Linked DNA regions of Gossypium hirsutum: regions 1 and 2 are each linked to region 3. Evidence: chromatin contacts called from public Hi-C data. All regions are on one chromosome and are shown on one strand. The core of a region is the stretch at or near the end of the contact, and the rest is flanking DNA. Distances in the headings are between cores, read along the strand shown.

Evidence for each region. A called contact is a pair of places that touch in the nucleus more often than the background predicts.
Region 1: a Hi-C map of leaf shows a contact between it and region 3, with 4 times the contacts expected there. The contact joins two enhancer-like sites. A contact is called at or near these places in 4 of 34 Hi-C or Micro-C datasets (anther, callus and leaf).
Region 2: a contact with region 3 is called in a Hi-C map of leaf, with 3 times the contacts expected there. The contact joins the promoter of LOC121208594 here to the enhancer-like site in region 3. A contact is called at or near these places in 18 of 34 Hi-C or Micro-C datasets (callus, hypocotyl, leaf and 2 more).

What each region holds. Positions count from the first base shown.
Region 1 is chrA10:5,948,124-5,950,823 of Gossypium_hirsutum_v2.1, forward strand. No RefSeq gene overlaps it. Among protein-coding and RNA genes, the nearest start is that of TRNAS-GCU, 9.2 kb to the right of the region's middle. Within about 2 kb of position 1,303, at least 1 of the 9 cell types and tissues checked has an H3K27ac peak or open chromatin away from gene starts, as enhancers often do. A contact at or near this core is called in leaf, where this site is marked.
Region 2 is chrA10:6,135,549-6,138,248 of Gossypium_hirsutum_v2.1, forward strand. It overlaps LOC121208594 (transmembrane protein 87A), which reads left to right and starts at 1,302. Exons shown (of 5, transcript XM_041079692.1): 1 at 1,302-1,612; 2 at 1,939-2,700. The coding sequence starts at 1,404.
Region 3 is chrA10:6,029,904-6,032,603 of Gossypium_hirsutum_v2.1, forward strand. No RefSeq gene overlaps it. Among protein-coding and RNA genes, the nearest start is that of LOC121208590, 45 kb to the left of the region's middle. Within about 2 kb of position 1,393, at least 8 of the 9 cell types and tissues checked have an H3K27ac peak or open chromatin away from gene starts, as enhancers often do. A contact at or near this core is called in hypocotyl and leaf, where this site is marked.

The DNA.
Region 1 (2,700 bases), core at 53-2,552, 82 kb before region 3:
GAGGCGCACCCCAAACAAACTGATGTAGAGATCCAAAATTGTGATAAGTGGATACCCTCTTTAATTAACACATCATTGGTATTAATACTAGATTTTGTGACATCCACAGTGTAAGTGAAAGAAAAAAAAGTAATATTTAAATTATATTTATACAAAAAAAAAACAAAAATTGAGTTATAGGTAAAATGATAAAGTGTTTATAAGTAAAATTATCGTTAGGTTTGGGTTCAAACCTTAAACATAAAATTTTTATTTATTTTATTTAAATATTTATATAAAAATAGTAAAAGACAAAAATATCATTATATTAATATTTAATGTTTTATTAAAAAGGGTTTTTAAGTAATTTCCTGACTAAGTTAGTGTCAAGTTGATTTGTGTCACTAACTCCGTCAACCACATTTATAAGTATTATATGAATTTTACATCGATATAAGTGAATCTTTCCTCAACCAAAATTAATTATCCAACTATCTTAAATCTTCATATGATTAAAATGTTAATTTAAATTTCTTCGAAATTAACTTTGAACTCAATCAACAATTTATAGCTTTTATATTTAAGTATTATTCATAAATCTAATATTTTATATTTTACTCTTTCCAATTCATCTCAATGTATAATATATATATATATATTAAAATATAATCACACAACATTATTTATTTATGAACTTTTCTTCCCTTTATCAATTTAATAAAACAAAATAATCTATCTTTTCATGGTATATCCAAGTTTCTATATTAAAATTCATGCATTATTATCACTAATTAATTTTAACAACTTCATTAAAAATATTATTTTTTAATGTTATTGATAAAATAAAAAAATAAAAAAATACATACAATCCTTAATTCAACTTGTAGTTAGACAAAAGAGTGATATGGATTGACAAGGTTCACAAGCCTAGCTACCTAATCCGTGACCAAAAAGTAAAAAAGTTCCATACAAAATTGATTGTCCATCAATTAGATACCACAATTTATAAAGATCATTAACTAGAAGTAACTACAAGTCTATGAACCTACCAACTTACACTTAATTTTATGTATAGCCACTCAAATTGATATTCATTTTTTTATAACTTTTATCACTTAAAAATATCTTATTTAAAATTAATTTATTCTACAACGTGTAAACTTGTATGTATAAAAAAAAATTGAGTCATGAGGTGTGATGTGATGGATGTTCACCTCATTTCTTAATTATATGATTTAGGGTTCAATCCTCTCTTATTGAAGTTATACAGCCCAAATTCTGCCCAGGCCCAATAAAATAAAATAAGCCCAACTACCTACCCAAAATCAAAACCCATTACAGCCCTAACCCAAACAAATCAAACTCAAACCCAACTAAAATCTAGCCCCAGCCCAAACTAACAATCAGAAAAAAAAAACAAAAAAAGAGAAAAACCCTTCCTTTGCCACCGCCACTACAAGCGCCGCCTACTGCCACCGCCTTGTCCGCCCACTTGCACCTGCAGATTAAATGAAGAAAAGACAGTAAATAATAAACAAAAGCATGTAAAATGACTATAAAAAGCCAAGCCAAAATTTATTGTTAACATTCGGCAATTTTCATAAATACAAGCACTAGATTTTAAAACACAAGCAAAATAGTGATTCCAGTAATACCAAAGCAAGAGAATAGCCCCCAATCAGGGAACCAAAATACCAAAAATCAAAATCGAAAGCCTAAGGTGATTTTATTTTTTTTATTTCTTTCTAATTTACGAATTTGTTCCCTTCCATATTTATATATGCAATAAAGATAAAAAGAAACTAGTACCTTTCAAAGCGCTGAGAAAAAGGGAATTTTTGACCTCCGGCCGTCGTACACGGCAGTCGCCGGTGGCGGAGGTGCGGCAGAGGATGGTGGTGACTGGTCGGAGCCCTCGCCGGATTAGAAGACCTGCAGAGAATAAAAGAAAGAAGGATTTTTTTTTGAAGAACTGATATCAAATGATTATTTATTTATTTATTTTTTTTTAACTTATATAGGCTATATAAAACGACGTCGTTTTAGCCTAGCCTAACCCGATCCGACCTGCTCCGGCCCAGGATCCGCGTGTTTTTTAACGGAATGACTAATTTCACTTTTACCCCTTCCGCTTTTTTATTACTTTGCAATTAAGTTTTTTTTGGTTTTAATTTTGCCCCGAACTTGTGCTTGGATTTCAATTGAGTCCTACTCGATGCTGCACGTTTTAGAGAAAGGGGTTATTGCCCTATTTGGTCCCTCCTTGTTGTTTACGCATTCGATAATGTCCTTTTCTTCCTTATTTATTTTCAAATTGGCCCCGAACTTCCATTTTAGGTTCAATTTAGTCCTTTTTCCGCTTATTTTGCCTTTTTATTTTCAAATTAATTTGTCTAACACTATTATTATTATTATTGTTATTATTATTACTATTATTACTATTTTTATTTTTATTAACATTAACATTAACATTAGTATTATTATTTTTATTTTATTTTATTATCATTATCATTCTTGTAATTATTATTACTATTCTTTTACTATTATTATTTAACATACTATTATTACTATTGTATTATTACTATTATTATATTTTCATCTATGTTTATTTTATTATTTATCTAATTTTTATTTATCTATTTATATTTCTGTTATTGTTATATTTTATGTATTATATCTCTATTTACATTTATGTATAAATATCATTATTTTATTATTGCT
Region 2 (2,700 bases), core at 52-2,551, 110 kb after region 3:
AATACTACTCTGATATAAATATTAAAATAATGTTAAGATGACTATGTAAAAAATTTCAATAAATAAAAAATATATAAAATTATTAAATATTAAAATAATATAATATAAATATTTTTTAAAATTAAAAATAATATGGGAAAACTTTTGCAAAAATAGACAGATTCGGATAAAATTTAATTTTAAGTTTATATTTCGAGTTGAGCCAAACTTAAGGAAACATAAAGTGTATTAATATCATGCTTAAGCCCGACTTATGAACACCACTATTTGGTATCATTCAATTTTTTTAAATTAGATTTCAATTAAAAACCATATAAAATGTTAAAAATACTTGAAGACACATAGCATTTAATGAAATTGAAAATTAGGCATTCCAAACAAATTCAAATATTTGTAATAAATTTAAAAATCGAAATTGAGATTTAAAAAATGGATATAATTTTAATTTATCAATATTTTTATTTCATCACCAAATTTTAAAAATAGAAACAAAATATTGAATTTATTATTTTTAATAAAAAGAAATTGGTCAAGCCTAGAACTGATCATGGGCTGGGCGGCCCGACCCGCCCGAAAAATGGGAGGGTTTAGGTAAAAATATAGGCCCGAAAAATGGGCTTGGGCAAAAAAATGAGGCCCGTTTAAAAAACAGGCCGGGCCTCGAGTAAGAGTTTTTTGACCCGGGCCTGGCCCGGCCCGAATTATATATTAATATATTTTTTATTTTATTTTTAATTATTTTAAATTTTTAATATAACTATTTTTTATTATATTGTTAATTTGTGTATTGTTTTAAGAATTGTTTTAGTATTATTTTTATTTGTTTTAATATTTATTTTTATGTTTTTAAAAATATTTGATTTATTATATTTTTAATTTTTTATTTAATAAAATAAAAAAAATAATATGAGTCGGGCCGGGCTCGGGCTTAGTAATTTTATTTCGGGCCGGGCTTAAGCAAAATTTTAGGCCCATATTTTGAGCCGGGCCAGGCCTAGACCTAATAGACCGGCCTAAAATTTTATTTGAGCCCGGCCCGGCCCATGATCACCTCTAGTCAAGCCCAGCTGATGGGTTGACAGAACAAAACTGGCCAGGTTTTAATTAATAAACCGACAGCACTGAATGCACATTGTTCTCCTTAATCTGATTACCTCATTAAATTATTAAAAATTTAATTCACAATTATTAATCTTAAATAAAACCAAGAAAGTCAATTATCTAAGGGTCAGGATTAAATCCTCCTCACCTCCCGCACCTATCCTTCTTACTAATATTATTTAAAAATTTCTACTTACACAGTTTACTTGGTCCTTTAGCTCTATTAGAAAGACAAAAAAAAAAACCCCCTTCGCAAATTAGCAGATCCAACCAAAGTCTCCATCTTTTTCATTTTATTGGCAATGCTTAAGCTTCGAGATTCATTCTTCTTTCTACCCATTTTGTGTTTCTGCTTTGTTTTCTTTGTTGACGGTTCGGTTCATGAGTACAATGGTGAGAAATTCGTGGGTAAAGGCAACGCATTCGTCGTCCATGGCGGCAGCGAAGGCATTTATTCTTCTTTTGCTGACCCCTACAATGTAACCGCCACTATTGGTGACTCTTATATCCGGTAACTTATTCCCTTTCCCCCCTTTTTTTATTTTCCGTTTTGCAATTCCCTTTTTGTATGTAAGTATCTGCTGCTTTTAGCTTTTAGATCTCTTAGTTTTGTAGATATCTTTGTTTGAAATGTGTGGTATTAGGATCTGATACTGCATTCAGAATTGAGTAGTAGGGCAAATTTGAAAAGAATTTAAAACTAGTGAATTTAAAGTTTATGTTTTCTGGAATGAAACTGAAGTTTAGTACCCAAAGAACAAAATTTCATGTGCAATTGCTTATGTTCCTCATTTTCTTCCTTCTGATTGCCTTATTTTGCATGTAATATTGAACCAGTTTTGAGAAGGTTACATTCCGTAGACCCAAAGAAGCTGCTAACTTTAGCAGCAAGGCTATACAAGCAGTTGTTTTCGAGGTCGAAGATAGAGACACGATTGGGGGTTCAGCTTATGGGGGACAAAGAGCTGTTTGTTGCACGGCAGATCTTGCGAAACTCGGTGTTTGTTTAGAAGGAGAAGTTATTTATCGTCCTTCCACCGAGAATCCTAACTGGCCCAAAGTGTTCGGCATCTCCTTTAATGGAGATGATGAGGTTGCAACATTGCGATCAAGGTCTATAAAGATTACTAAAACTGGGATGTATAACTTGTACTTCATTCACTGTGATGTGAACCTTAAAGATTTGACTGTGGAGGGGAAAACCATATGGAAAAATCCTAATGGCTATCTACCCGGTAGAATGGCCCCGCTGATGAATTTCTACGGGTTCATGTCCCTTGCTTTTGTGATCCTTGGAATCTTTTGGTTCTCGCAGTATGCAAGGTTTTGGAGAGAGATTTTTCCTTTGCAAAACTGTATAACATTAGTGATAACGCTCGGCATGCTTGAGATGGCTCTTTGGTATTTCGATTATGCTGAGTTCAATGAGAGTGGAATCAGGCCAGTTGGGATCACCATGTGGGCGGTCAGCTTCGGTACTATCAAACGTACAGTTTCTTGGATTATCATTTTGATGGTTTCGATGGGTTATGGTGTTGTGAGGCCTACCCTTGGTGGGCTTACTTCAAAGGTAATCATGCTTGGGGCAACTTTCTTTTT
Region 3 (2,700 bases), core at 143-2,642:
TAATTTATCTTTAAAATCCTTATTTTTTTAAAAAATTATCTATAAATATATAATTAAATTAAGGTAAGAATAATATTACCAAAATTAGCGATTTTATATACTTAGAGATTGTTTGGACGATGAAATTTAAAATTTTTTATATTTTTAAAATGTTAGTATTTTAGAACCCATCAATTCAAAATACATTTGTAATCGAAATTTAAGAAAAGCTAGGTTATTGAAATTTTAAAATTAAAAATTAATTAGAAAAGAAGAATAATTGTATTACAATAAATAATATAAAAAATTCAATATGAATATCATTGTATTTGTATAATTTTATAACTAGTTTTAAAAGAATAGAACTTAAAATATATATTAGAATTAAATAAAATTTATTTTTGAAGTTTAAGTTCTTATATTATAGCAGGACAATGTGTATTAAATCAAATAAAAATATGAGAAATTAAAAAAAAAATCCACCATTTTAGGTCAAATTTGAAAAAGGAAATTGAGCTAATAAAACCCTCTCTTAAAATTACTCAAAAAATTTTAAAATATTTATCCTAATATGTTAATTCAGATTTTGAATTTTGAAAAGCTTGTTACAAATGAAATACCTCCAACAAATCTCTCATCCAAATACACCCTAAAGTTATCCATTAATAGGGGCGAAGTAAGAAATTATTTGAAGGGAGCGAAATTAAATTATAATTTTCACAATAATACAAATGTAATTTTATTATTTTAATAGATTATATCTTTATAATTTTTAAAATATTAAATTAAATTTTTATAATTTTAAGAGATTATAGTGTAATTTTATTTTTATTAAGTTAAAATTTTAAAAAACCTAGATAAAAAATATTTCGATTTTAGAGCCGGGCACTTGCCCTAACTGCTCGGCTGTCCATTAAATTTGAAAACACTAATGTATCTGATCATATAATTACAAAAGTTAGTAATTTGAATGGAATTACAAAAGTTTTGGTTGATGGAACCATAATACGGGTCGAATACGAGGCGCTCCCGACAGTCTGCTTTAGTTGCGAAAAATACGGGCATGTTAAAGAACTGTGCCCGACGGTGAGTGTTAAGGTACCTTTAGAGAGGCCGGTGACTGAAAATGCGGTGGCTCACAGGGAAGGTGTTGGAGAAGTCAGTAATGGAAAGAGCGCCGATTATGGACCATGGATGTTAGCAGAGAGAAAATCACGGCGGGGTAAACGGGACTGTCGGGCTAAAGGAGATGTGAAACTTGGAAAGAACCCGTTGGGTTCCAGATTTGCGCCATTAATGGTGGATGGTATCTCAGGGGGAGATATTATTGGAGCTGATGGGGGGTTGACTGAAGAGGGGAACGACCAAGTAACTGTGGGTAATTTGTTGAATGAAAATAGGGGTTCTTCTAAGGGAGAATCGGGCTACTCATCTAGTTTGGGTCGTGAAGAAGAAGGGAATTTGAGAAAGTCGGTTAGGCCTATTCTGGGACAAAGGGAATAGCGGGCCAAGTCTTGTTGGGCAAAATATTTTAAAAGATTATAATTTTTCTAAGGCTCAGGGGAAAAGACCTATGGGGCCAGAGGATTTTATTCAAAAAGATAAGGACCTACCTATTAATCTTCTCCTTTTTAATTATATTTCCTTTTTGTCGAATGCAGGTGCTTTGCGTCTGAAAGAGGGTAAGGCGCAAACAAGCAGGCCGATGGACATTCAGCGTGGTAGGCCAAGGGGTGGAAGAACTGGGCCAGATGGTCATGTGTCTTTAAATGGACTTAACCTTGGTGGTCTGGATAAGTCTTTATTTAAGGATCAGAATCCTAATTTGGACAAATAGGGTCCAAGTGGCCTTTCTGCTAATATTGGTTTTGACCAGGAAACTACAACTGTACATTCGGGTGCCTCTGAAAATAGTGGTCATAATTTAATTCACAACAATCCTATGTTCAAAGGCCTGAATGACTCTGTTGTCAAATTAGACACAAAATTTTTAGATCCCAAGCATCATTCGGCATTTATTTTTAAGGGAAATAATGAGATTAAAACGCAAAAAGGTAACAAGAAAAATATTTTAGTTAATACTAACAAATCTTTTTCTATTTCCAGAGGACGTGTTTCAGAGATTAAAATTGCTAATAACTGTGGTGGAGCCTCTCTTAATCGTTCGTTCAAAGAAAAAGAAGGTAAATTAAAAAATGCGAGAATTTCTAAAATTCCGTTGACAAAAGCTATTAGCTCCATGGTTAATCTTGTCAAGTCGCAAGTTGAGACTAGAGCAGATATAATCAGAGGAAATATTGAGAGTCAGACTAGTGATCCTAGACCCGCACCCAAATGATTTGGTGGTATCTTTATTTTGTTATTTTGTTATTTTTTATTTTAAATATGAACTTTACTATTTTTTGTTGGAATTGTCAAGGTTGTGCTAGCCTAAAATTTCCTCGTATTTTTTGGGAATATAATAGAGAGCATAAGCCTGACTTAGTTGGTCTTTTAGAAACAAGGGTTAGTGGTTCTAAAGTTGATTCTGTTATTGCTAAGCTCGGGTTTGAATTCTCACATCATGTGCAAGCTGTTGGTTATTCTGGAGGAATTTGGGTAACCATTCTCAGTTTATTACTCTTAGAATTTTTGGAAAGTCTTTTCGACAACCGGTATTGGTCACTTTTGTTTATGGCAGCCCTAATAGCCAAAAGCGGAAGGAATTATAGAATGCTCTCA